Linked DNA regions of Zea mays: region 1 is linked to region 2. A link is a contact called in public Hi-C data. All regions are on one chromosome and are shown on one strand. The core of a region is the stretch at or near the end of the contact, and the rest is flanking DNA. Distances in the headings are between cores, read along the strand shown. Region 1 holds the start of LOC100193898 (Organic cation/carnitine transporter 7). Region 2 holds the start of LOC100382880 (Cell division cycle protein 48).

Region 1 (5,883 bases), core at 1,074-3,573, 270 kb before region 2:
TCACCGAACTTGAAGCGCGTGGCGAGTGCGTTGTCGCCGATGAGTAGAGCACCCACGCAGACACGAACACACGGATGGCGTCTGCCACGGCTCCACCATGCTGCACCCCTTCGCGATGGCCACGAACCCGCCGAGGAGGCCATTGCAGACGTCCACACCATGTTCCAGTGGCCCGTCTGGAGCCGCTTCCCGACAACGTTGCGAGTGCAGCGACGCTGTCAGCGAGAGTGGTGGTGACTACGGTGCGGAACACAACCGACCACTGACTGTAGCCGTAGACGGTCCTGATGGGGCCGTAGGACTTGAGAATGGTGGTGAAGGTTCCGGGGTTGAACCCGTACGAGCCGAACCATAACCCTCTTTTGTTAGCTGAGAAAGTCGATTATTGACTTGGTTGGAAGTAGGGGTGTATACGGTACGGATATTATCCGACCATCCGACCGTCCGAAGAGGCTAATTATTCGGTTGGATAGTTTTTTTGGATATCCGCAGAATTTTCGGATTTCAGATTCGAATTCGGATAGTACAGTTCGGATATCGGATACAGATATGATATGACTGATATCCGTCGGATTTCGGATATCCGGATATCTTCTCGGATAACTGTCCGAATTTCATATTTCGGATATCCGGACATCTACCCAGATATCTTACCACATTTCAGATTTCAGATATTCGGATAGTTACATGTGGAATCGCCCTAAATATCCAAGTTTCAACATAATCAATACTTCACTTTATCATTTTCATATGGGGATTTGAGGTTATGTTCTTATATAATGTTTATTGTTCCTGGTAACATATTTGCAATTTTCATTCGACAGTGGAATATTTTATGAATTTAAATGCATTTTGATAATTTTTTGTAGAAAAAATATAATAATACACAAATAGTCTAAAAAATCATGAAATTTGACGGAGGAACAATATATGCCCATATAACATCCTCAAAAATGTTTGGGCCATAAAATCTAGAGATTGCCAATATTTTCTTTCAATTCACTTTCACTTGTTACGTGAGTTACATGTGATATCACCTTAACTATCCAAATTTTAACATAATCAATACTTCACTTTATCATTTTCACATAGGAACTTCATATTATCTTTAATAGAATGTTTATTGGTCCTGATAACTTATTTACAATTTTTGGTAAACACTAGATTATTTTATGATTTTAATTACATTTTGATGATTTTTGTAGAAAGAAATTAATAATACACAAATAGCCTTAGAAGTTCATAAAATTTGACGGAATTTGGCGTGTGAGTAACATATGTTCATATAGCATCCTCAAAAATGTTTGAACCATAAAAACCACAAGATGTCATCAATTATTTCATTTCATTTCCACTTATTTGTGAAACCCGTAATGATTACATGTGAAACCACCATAATAATAAGTGAAACCACATATCATAGTTATCAATATTTTATGAATTTAATTGCATTTTAATGATTTTTTACATAAAGAAATTAATAATACTCAAAATAGCCTTAGAAATTTATGGATTTTTATGGAGGTGTAGCATATGTGCACATATAATCCTCAAAAATGTTTGGAATAAAGGAGGGGCTAAATGATTACAACTATGATATGTATGGAATGATGTCTTACACGATATCCGACAAAAATATTTGTTACCGACGCTATCCGTGTCCGATTAGCTCCGTATTCGATCCACAACTATCCGTATTTGTATTCGTATTCGAAGCTATCCATATTCGAATTCGAATCCGACTAAAAATATGAAAACAAATATAATTTTATTGATATCCGTCCATATTCGATCCGATTACACCCCTAGTTAGCAGTCACTGGAGGGTGTGGCATGGCAAACTGGCATGCAGCGGAGGTAGAGACACGTGCACGTTAGATGACCAAAGAGGCTCGTGACCAATGGATCTGCATTCAATGGCTGATCATATTATGAATGATGACGTGGCTAAGTTAGAAGGCGAGCGTTCTGCTCCGCTTTAAGGTTGATTTGGTGACTAACGATCACGGAGATTGTAGTGATATGATAAGTCACCAAATCAGCTCTTAATATATACTCTCTCCGTTTCTTTTTAGTTGTTGCTGGATAGTTTGATTTTGTACTACCAACGATAACTAAAAAGAAACGGAAAAAATACTACTATAAGTTCCTGCTGACAGCGACAAACCGACGTTTTCTTTTGGCTTTGTCCCACTCTCACTCACCTCCGCGTCGGTGGGCGGCCAGCCCGTCCCGTTGCCCGTTACGGACGCGTGGCAGCCCGCCTCCGCTTTGAGCCTTTGACCAATGAAGATGGTAATCTCAGTCAAAGCGCGGGATGCATTTCGCATCTCCTTCGGTCCTTCCCCAGCCCATCCGGTACGGAGCCAAATCTCTGGCCGAACGAAAAAGCGCGGAGATTTCCAGGGAGAAGCAGTGTTGCAGACGCCCGGATTCGGGGCGCGTCGTTCCTACATAGACCGCGAGTCGCCTCCTGCACCTGCGGGATTCGCCGCCTGTCCCAGATCCAAGAAACGCATAACGGTTCGCTTCTCCGGCTGTCCTCGCATGGCGCTCGGCAGACCCGTTGCTTCTCGTGTGCGCGTAGGCTGATTCCGTGTGCCTGCTCCTTGTCTGGATTTCTTAGGGCGTGGAGCCAGTTGGGCCAGGGAAGATTTAACCAGTCGGGCCCGGAAGGAGCCTAAGGGTTGGATCTGATGCTACCAGGTCGCTGAGCATCGCTACTGAAGGGGGCAGCTTCTGATTCCGGCAGATGGCTCCTGAAATGGTGAGGATCTCGTGAGCCTCCTCTCTTCAGATTCAGCTGTTTGGGTTCTTGTCGGTTACTTGCTATCCAGTTGGCCCTAAGCTTTAGGAATGTGCAAGGCGAGGGAAAACAAAGCAGATAACGTGACTACGTGAGTCTGTGACGTGCCTTCTTGTTGGCTTTAGTTGTCTACCAATTGGTGATCGATTGTATATCATTTAGGGCTTGTTTGAGAGCAAGGATACTGGAGGAATTTGAATAGCAAGAGAATTTTAGCCCTTTCAATCCCCTCTGGTATCCTTGCTCTCAAACAAGCCCTAAATGCTATACAATCGATCACCTACCGTTTTACCACTATCTGCAATAAAGGGCCATTTAAACAAGCAAAGCGTCTGTTTAAATGGGATAGGTGGTGTCTAAATGAGCTGAGTGACATTTTAGGCAAACAATTTTTTTACTTGTGTGTATCTGTAAACCAGTGTTGTTTTACCCGCACATAGAGGTGGGGGCTGAACTAACTCTATTTAGCCATGGCTGATCTGGTTATACAAGTAGATTAGATTTACTGTGTTTTTTATGACAAGTGTGATCATTACTTTGCAGATGGAGGAGGGGCAATCAGCTTCCTATACCGTGGATGACGCTCTCTTGTCATCAGGTTTTGGGAGGTTCCAGATATTGATTCTTTCATATGCTGGGATTGGCTTAATTGCCGAAGCGATGGAAATGATGCTGCTATCATTTGTTGGTCCATCAGTACAGCTAGAATGGAAGCTTACTTCTCATCAGGAAAGCATGATTACAAGTGTTGTTTTTGTTGGGATGCTGATTGGAGCTTACTCGTGGGGTGTGGTTTCAGACAACTATGGAAGGAGGCAGGTCCAATCTTTTACTTATGTCATGTACCATTTTGCACAAAATTATGCAAGTCAATTTCCTTTTTGCTGATGATTAACATGAAGTTACCAAGCTTGTTACTGATGTCATTTCTATTGCACAGTTGCTTCTTCCTACTTCCTAGTTATAGCTGATTAGTATCAATGTCATGTTTGGGATCAGAATACGCCATGTGTAAAAAACTCGGCCGGTAGGGAAAAGGCCGCCCCCAAGGTATTATATTAAGAAGAAGCTCAATCGGAGCCCTGACCGAAAGGTCATGAAAACTGGTCCCCGTGCAACATGAGGGTTCGCCCCATATAGGCTAGATCTTTACTCCCTCCCAACCCCTACACGAGGATCCGACCTCTATAGGTCAGCCCCATCTCGTGTACATACAACCAGGGGAACAAGCTAGTGACCTTTTTTTAACCTTAGCCTGAAATTCGTTCCCATTGGGATTCGAACTCAGGACTTAAGGAGTGCTACTCAAACCAGCTAACCTATTGGCTAGAAGATGTCTCTATGATTGTTCACATGAATGATCATGAATTAATCAGGAACAAAGTTCAATACATGTTACTTTCGAGAACGAGCTTCAAATCATTCTCAAAGTTTATAGTCATGAATCAATTGCTTGTGTACATCATACAAGTCCTAACACTCTGTTTTATTTGGATTCTATAGGAGAGGCTTTCTCTTTACAGCCATTATGACAAGTGGAGCTGGATTTTTTAGCGCTTTTGCTCCGAACTATCTATCATTAATTTCCCTGAGATTCTTAGTTGGTATTGGTTTGGGAGGAGGACCTGTTCTGGGATCTTGGTTCTTGGAATTTGTTCCTGCTCCAACTAGAGGAACTTGGATGGTGGTATTTTCTGCATTTTGGACTGTTGGAACAATCTTGGAGGCATCTCTTGCATGGGTATAATATTTGCCCCTGAATATTTTGAAACTGATAGCGCTATTCATATTTTATAATAGTGCCCAGCATGAAAATCAGCAGTAAACATTGCACATGAACATAACCTGATGCAACTGATTCTCAATTTCTCATTGTATACTCCAGTTTATTCAGAAATTTATGGACCACTCACGAACAGTTAAATCTGCTAATAGGGTTGCTGATTACCATACAAAAGATTAACCTGTAGTATTAATTTGGTCTGTTACTTGATCATTTTTTTTCCATGCCTAATTTTTTTTCACCATACTAATGGCAGACAATTATGCCCAAGTTTGGTTGGAGGTGGTTGTTAGCATTATCAGCTGTTCCATCTTTTCTCCTGCTGCTATTTTATGCCATTACACCAGAGTCACCAAGGTTTCTTTGCATGAAAGGCCGGACTACTGAGGCTGTGGATATATTGGAGAAAATGGCAAGACTAAACAATGTACAACTACCTTCTGGTAGGCTTGTTTCTGACAAAAATATTGAGCTAGATGAAGTTTCAGGATCTTCAGAGTCCACGACACTTCTGGCTGGTGCCGAAGAAAGTGACAACCTAAATGAGGATCAGGGTTCTGATTTCGGAGGTATTAAGTCCGTCGGCAAGCTACTCGCACCAAAACTGATCAGAGCAACCCTGCTTCTGTGGATGGCCTTCTTTGGAAATGCGTTTGCCTATTATGGCATTGTTCTTCTGACATCAGAGCTCAGTAATGGAAACAGGATATGTGCCAAAGAGGATGTTGAATCAGTTCATTCAACCAATGCAAGCCTATATAAGAATGTTTTCATATCTAGTTTTGCAGGTCGGTTACTGGTGTGCATAGTATGGTTATCATAACTACCTTCAAAAGCATGTGATGAGTTGCTGACCAATGCTGCCATGTTTTCTTGAGAACAGAGATCCCAGGGTCATTTCTGTCGGCCATGATCGTGGATAGATTTGGTCGGAAGCGTTCCATGGCGTCGATGCTCTTCACTAGCTGCGTTTTCTTACTCCCACTAGTGTTCTCCCGGACAGATATACTAACCAGAATCTCCCTGTTTGGTGCCCGGCTCTGTATATCTGCCAGCTTCACCATCGTATACATATATGCTCCAGAGGTCAGTGAGGTTCTTGTGCAAAAATCACTTCATTCTCCACCTCGTTTGGTGATACTGGCAGATAAACCGACCAATCGGTGTCTGTGCTAACATTTCTTTTATTGTTTGCCTCTGGTCTGTTGTTCAGATTTACCCGACCGCGGTGAGGACGACGGGCATCGGCATCGCGAGCTCAGTGGGCAGGATCGGGGGCATCCTCTGCCCACTC
Region 2 (5,536 bases), core at 2,710-5,209:
TCTCGGGAACTCAACGGCGGCGTACGGCTAAAAATCACCGGACTGTCCGGTGGTGCACCGGACTGTCCGGTGAGCCAACGGTTGGCCGAGCCAACGGTCGGCCGCGCAATCCGCGCGTGACGCGTGGCCGAGCCAACGGTCTGATGGGAGCACTGGAATGTCCGGTGTGCACCGGACAGTGTTCGGTGCGCCAACGGCTCCAAATTCGTCAATGATCGGCTGCGCCAGAATAGGAAAGAAATCTGCACCGGACAGTGTCTGGTGGTGCACCGGACTGTCCGGTGCACCAGTCGACAGAAGACAAGAATTGCCTTCCTGGATTGCTCTCAACGGCTCCTAGCTGCCTTGGGGCTATAAAAGGGACCCCTAGGCGCATGAAGGAGGACACCAAGCATTCTTTGATCATCTCTTAGCACCAAGACACCTCTCTAGCACATTTGATTCGTTGTGATAGCAATTTGAGCTCCTCTTGAGTTGAGAACTCCGTGTGTGATCTTAGAGCTCAATTTGTGACTTGTGTGCGTGTTTGTGCTCGTGTTTTGAGGCTTGTTTGTGTTGCTCTTCCCACTCTTACATCTGTGCTTCTTTGTGATCATCTCATTGTAAGGACGAGAGGCTCCAAGTTGTGGAGATTCCTCGCAAACGGGAAAGAGTAAAGAAAGAAGAACACCGTGGTATTCAAGTTGATCATTGGATCACTTGAAAGGAGTTGAGTGCAACTCTCGTCCATTGGGACGCCACAACGTGGACTAGGCAAGTATTGTACTTGGCCGAACCACGGGATAAATCCTTGTGTCTCTTGTGCTTGTTTTCACTGTGTCAATTGTGGTTCACAAGAGCTCTCCTTAGTCACTTGATTTCATTGTGCTAACACTTAATCAAGTTTGTGACTTTAAGTTTCAAGTTTTTACGGATCACCTATTCACCCCCCCCCCCTCTAGGTGCTCTCAATAGGAAATTGAGTTTGATTTGCAAAAACAAACCAAGTGGTGGCAAAGAATGATCCAAATATGCAAATTTGAATCAAAACAAATTTGTGTACTCATTCGCATTGAGGTTGCACTTCTTTTAGTTGATTTTTGTTGTGTTGGCATAAATCACCAAAAAGGGGGAGATTGAAAGGGAAATGTGTCCTTGGGCCATTTCTAAGTATTTTGGTGATCAAGTGCCAACACAAATGTTTAAGTGTGAAACTATGCCAAATGGTGGAAGAAGTGCAAATCAACACAAAGGTATGATTCTAGACTTAGTATATTGGTCTTTGTGTGCTAACATTTGTCTAAGTGCTAGAATCAGAGAAAGGAATAAGAGTTGGCTGTGTACAGCCAACTGCTGCTCAGTCTGGGTGCACCGGACTGTCCGGTGCGCCAGGCTGGCTCTGGTGAAAAGGCTGCTCTCGGGAATTCGTCGGCGGCGTACGACTATAATTCACCGGACTGTCCGGTGGTGCACCGGACTGTCCGGTGAGCCAACAGTCGGCCGAGCCAACGGTCGGCCGTGCAATCCACGCGTGACGCGTGGCCGGGCCAACAGTCTAATGGGGCATCGGACTGTCCGGTGTGCATCGGACAGTGTCCGGTGCGCCAACGGCTCCAAATCTTCAACGGTCGGCTGCGCCAGAATAGGAAAACAATCAGCACCAGACAGTGTCCGGTGGTGCACCGGACTGTCCGGTGCGCCACCCGACAGAAGGCAAGAATTGCCTTCCTGGATTTCTCTCAACGGCTCCTAGCTGCCTTGGGGCTATAAAAGGGACCCCTAGGCGCATGGAGGAGGACACCAAGCACACTCTAAGCATTCTTGATCATTCGCACTCTGTCTTTGCGCACTCGATTGGTATTCTTAGTGATTTAAGCTCCGTGTTAGTGGTGAACCTTGTGTTATTCATTTGAGCTCAAGTCTTGGCTGTGTGTGTGCGTATTGCTGTGGATTTGTGTGTGTTGCTTCCCTCCCTTACTCTATTGCTTTCACTTTGATTCTTATTGTAAGGGCGAGAGACTCCAAGTTGTGGAGATTCCTCGCAAACGGGAAAAAGTTAAGAAAGAAGAACACCGTGGTATTCAAGTTGATCATTGGATCACTTGAGAGGGGTTGAGTGCAACCCTCGTCCGTTGGGACGCCACAACGTGGAGTAGGCAAGTTTTGTACTTGGCCGAACCACGGGATAAATCACCGTGTCTCTTGTGCTTGTTCTCACTGTGTCTATTGTGTTTCACAAGAGATAGGTCATTAGCCACTTGTTTAAATTGTGCTAACACTTAATCAAGTTTTGTGGCTTTAAGTCTTAAGTTTTTACAAGATCACCTATTCACCCCCCCTCTAGGTGCTCTCAGGTGGCAGGCGGGAGGCACGGGGGCGAGGGCAGAGTGTGGACGCTGACGCTAAACTCTTAATAGAGTAGTATAGGTTCAAATTCCTTACACTCAGCAACCGACAAATTAGTCAGCCTGGGTCACTATTTGGGGAAACATCGTTGTGATCTTTGGGATCGACCATCGTGGCCGATCTAATAGATCTGATTTTTTCATCTCTAGTGGAGTCGCCAAAAAGTGTGTTGGCTCCAATTTGGGGCCAAACACTTGTACCTCCTGGCAGCGCGGACGATCCGCGACTTTGGGCCGGATGGTCTGCAACCTCGCTACAGGAGGGTCTCCTCTCTGTGTCGCTTTGGACAATCCATGCTCAGGGGCCAAACGATCTGCAATGGCACATAACCTTCTTCCTTGTAGGAACCTAGATCTCGCCTCCTAGGAGGGACCCCATCGGGAGAAGAGATCTTAGTGTGCTCCCGGATCAGCAGACCACCCAAGTCGTTGCCAAAACGACGTAGAGTCGTCTAGGGATTAAGATAATAGGTCGAGCAAGAGATTTTGGACCAAGTGGATCTTGCCCCCGGGACCTTATCGGGGTAAGATCTTAGGGTCGTCTTGGGGTCGGCAGGCCACTCAAGACGTGTTTAGACGATGCAGAGTTGAATTAAGGTGAAGATATGAGTTGAAAGCTACAACTAGGCTACGCTACACATACGCCTAATACATGAATGATAATGAAGATAATAGATTGATTCAATTGTAATGTGTTCGGTGTTCTCAATCGGTCGTACTACTTTTATATTTATATGGGGAGGTCTGAATTCGTTCTTAGGCGAGATCCAACAGACTCTCACGGATAGATTAGGATAATCACGCGCGGATAAATACTCCCGACCGAGTTAATCAACGTGATTGGTTGCCGGCGTCTAGAGCGTGTGGCTCGCGCTAGCCCAAATCGGTAGAACACATCTCCGTTTCTTCTCCACGCATATAGACAGGTGGATGAAAAAATACCTCCGCTGTCTATTGCATGCTAGAATCATTTCATGCACGTAGTCAACGCTCGCGGTCAGGCTGGATAGAGACAGCCTGCCAACCAATCAAATGAAATCTGATCTAGATCGTCCAGGTTATCCCACGCACCGTTAAGGCTACATGCCTACATATCAAATATGGTGCTCAGCAGAAATAAAAAGATTTCAAACTGATTCATCAAACAAACCGCTCTTGTATACATGCTTCAGCGAAATAAAACTTGAGGAAACAAAGAACTTGATTACAGCACAGTGAAATTTGGATTCCATTTTTAGTTTCCTACTCCACCGTCACGATGATACCAAACTTCTCTTTGCTGCCGCTTCTGCTTCTGCTTCTCCAACCTCGCACGCGACGACCACGATTAACACGGTGAACATGGTCCCCACCCGCCTCTATCTGCCTCATTTCCACGTGGTCCCCACACGTCGGGAGGCCCATACACGACGGCCCGGGCCTCCAGGAGATTCCAGAATGATCACTGCCATGTGGGCCGTACACCGGCCCAGGCCCCGCGAGTCAGTGACGTACCCGTGACGCGGCCCTCCGAGTCCCAAACCCCTGCTGCAAGAAAGAAGCTATAAGGAAAGCTAATCCCCCTCGTCGAGTGCTCCGCATCTCGCATTCTCGCCGGTGCTGCTGCAATTAACGCCGCCCCCGGCCAACCACCCGAAACCTACCTCCGCCGCCGTTGTCGCCACCGTCAACATGGCGAGCCAAGGGGAGCCCTCGGCCTCTGCTTCCGATCCGTAAGATGTCGCTCCCTCCCTCCATCCCCGGTCGATCCGATCTGGTTGAGCCGTAGGGTTGAGGATTTCCGGACCCGATCTGGGTTGTTTGGTGTCAATGTTTCGGCGGTGGATTCGTTTATCAGGTTTTCCGGTGATTGTGTGTGCAGGAAGGAGAAGAAGGACTTCTCGACGGCGATCCTGGAGAGGAAAAAGTCACCGAACCGCCTTGTCGTCGACGAGGCCACCAACGACGATAACTCCGTCGTCGCGCTGCACCCTGACACCATGGAGAGGCTGCAGCTCTTCCGCGGCGACACCGTGCTCCTCAAGGTCTAATATGTCTAAGCCGAGCTTTTCACAGCAGCTTTGGGAAGTTGAGCTGGTTTAGCAGATTGTATTATCACGCGACCGATCTGTGTGTGACCGACCCGAATTCGGTGTATTCATAGTGCAGATCTATTAGAAATAACCTTAGCTTTATCACTGTAAAGTACTTGCTGAGTTTGCTGAGGGTATTTGGGCCCCTCTGATTCGCTGCTATAGTATGTAGATTTTTGCCAATTTGCATTCGTACACCATTGATTCAGTTGAAGGTTAATAGTAATCTAGATTGCTTTTATTGCTTCAGTAGCATATTTTAATATACTTGGTTTGTTATGTTCAAATATTCTCCTCATACATTTGTTATAGATTTAAATGCAACCACTCTTTTTGCTTGAATATCTCATGTTCATCGTTAGAACAGGGAATCAACACTATCTAGTATTATTCAAATTTGTGCTCGTTGTTCTGTTAGATGGAGATGATGGGCTGCATACAGAATTGTTATTTTATGATTCCTAGCATGATAATTTGGATGTGATGTCTGGACTTGTAACTCTACTGTGTACAGGGGACTGCACAATTGTATTGTATTGGCATATCTTTTTTTCAAGTCTATAGGGCCCAGCAGCTAGTTTGTGTTATGGCGGGTAACAAAATTTGTTAGTGAACTTTATGGCTACTGTCGTCCATGTATCTGTTTATCACCTTATGTTTTTTTGTTATAGGGTAAGAAGAGGAAAGACACTATTTGCATTGTCCTTGCGGACGAAACCTGTGAGGAGCCAAAGGTTCGGATGAACAAGGTTGTCCGCCAGAACCTAAGGGTGAGGCTTGGTGATGTGGTTTCTGTCCACCAGTGCCAGGATGTGAAATATGGGAAGCGTGTCCACATTCTTCCAATTGATGATACAGTTGAAGGCATTACAGGGAACCTGTTTGATGCCTTCTTGAAACGTGAGTCTGTGATCTTGTATATTTCTTAGTTGATCTATTTTTTGCATTAGCATGGCTCTGTGATACTTAATTTACATGTTACTTGAGTATTGCTCTATTCTTCTGTTGTCAATGGTTTACTGAATTCTGTGCATGGAGTCTGACATTTATAGTACCTATACCTAATATTCTTGTATATTG

The links. Hi-C and Micro-C count contacts between places; a contact is called where the count stands out from the background.
Region 1: a Hi-C map of tassel shows a contact between it and region 2, with 4 times the contacts expected there. The contact joins the promoter of LOC100193898 here to the promoter of LOC100382880 in region 2. A contact is called at or near these places in 5 of 25 Hi-C or Micro-C datasets (bundle sheath, ear, endosperm and 2 more).

What each region holds. Positions count from the first base shown.
Region 1 is chr5:33,775,169-33,781,051 of Zm-B73-REFERENCE-NAM-5.0, reverse strand. LOC100193898 (Organic cation/carnitine transporter 7) reads left to right here and starts at 2,323. Exons shown (of 7, transcript NM_001359324.1): 1 at 2,323-2,523; 2 at 2,627-2,767; 3 at 3,350-3,621; 4 at 4,310-4,547; 5 at 4,846-5,377; 6 at 5,473-5,675; 7 at 5,803-5,883. The coding sequence starts at 2,753.
Region 2 is chr5:33,505,729-33,511,264 of Zm-B73-REFERENCE-NAM-5.0, reverse strand. It overlaps LOC100382880 (Cell division cycle protein 48), which reads left to right and starts at 3,959. Exons shown (of 9, transcript NM_001328004.1): 1 at 3,959-4,096; 2 at 4,246-4,408; 3 at 5,128-5,356. The coding sequence starts at 4,056.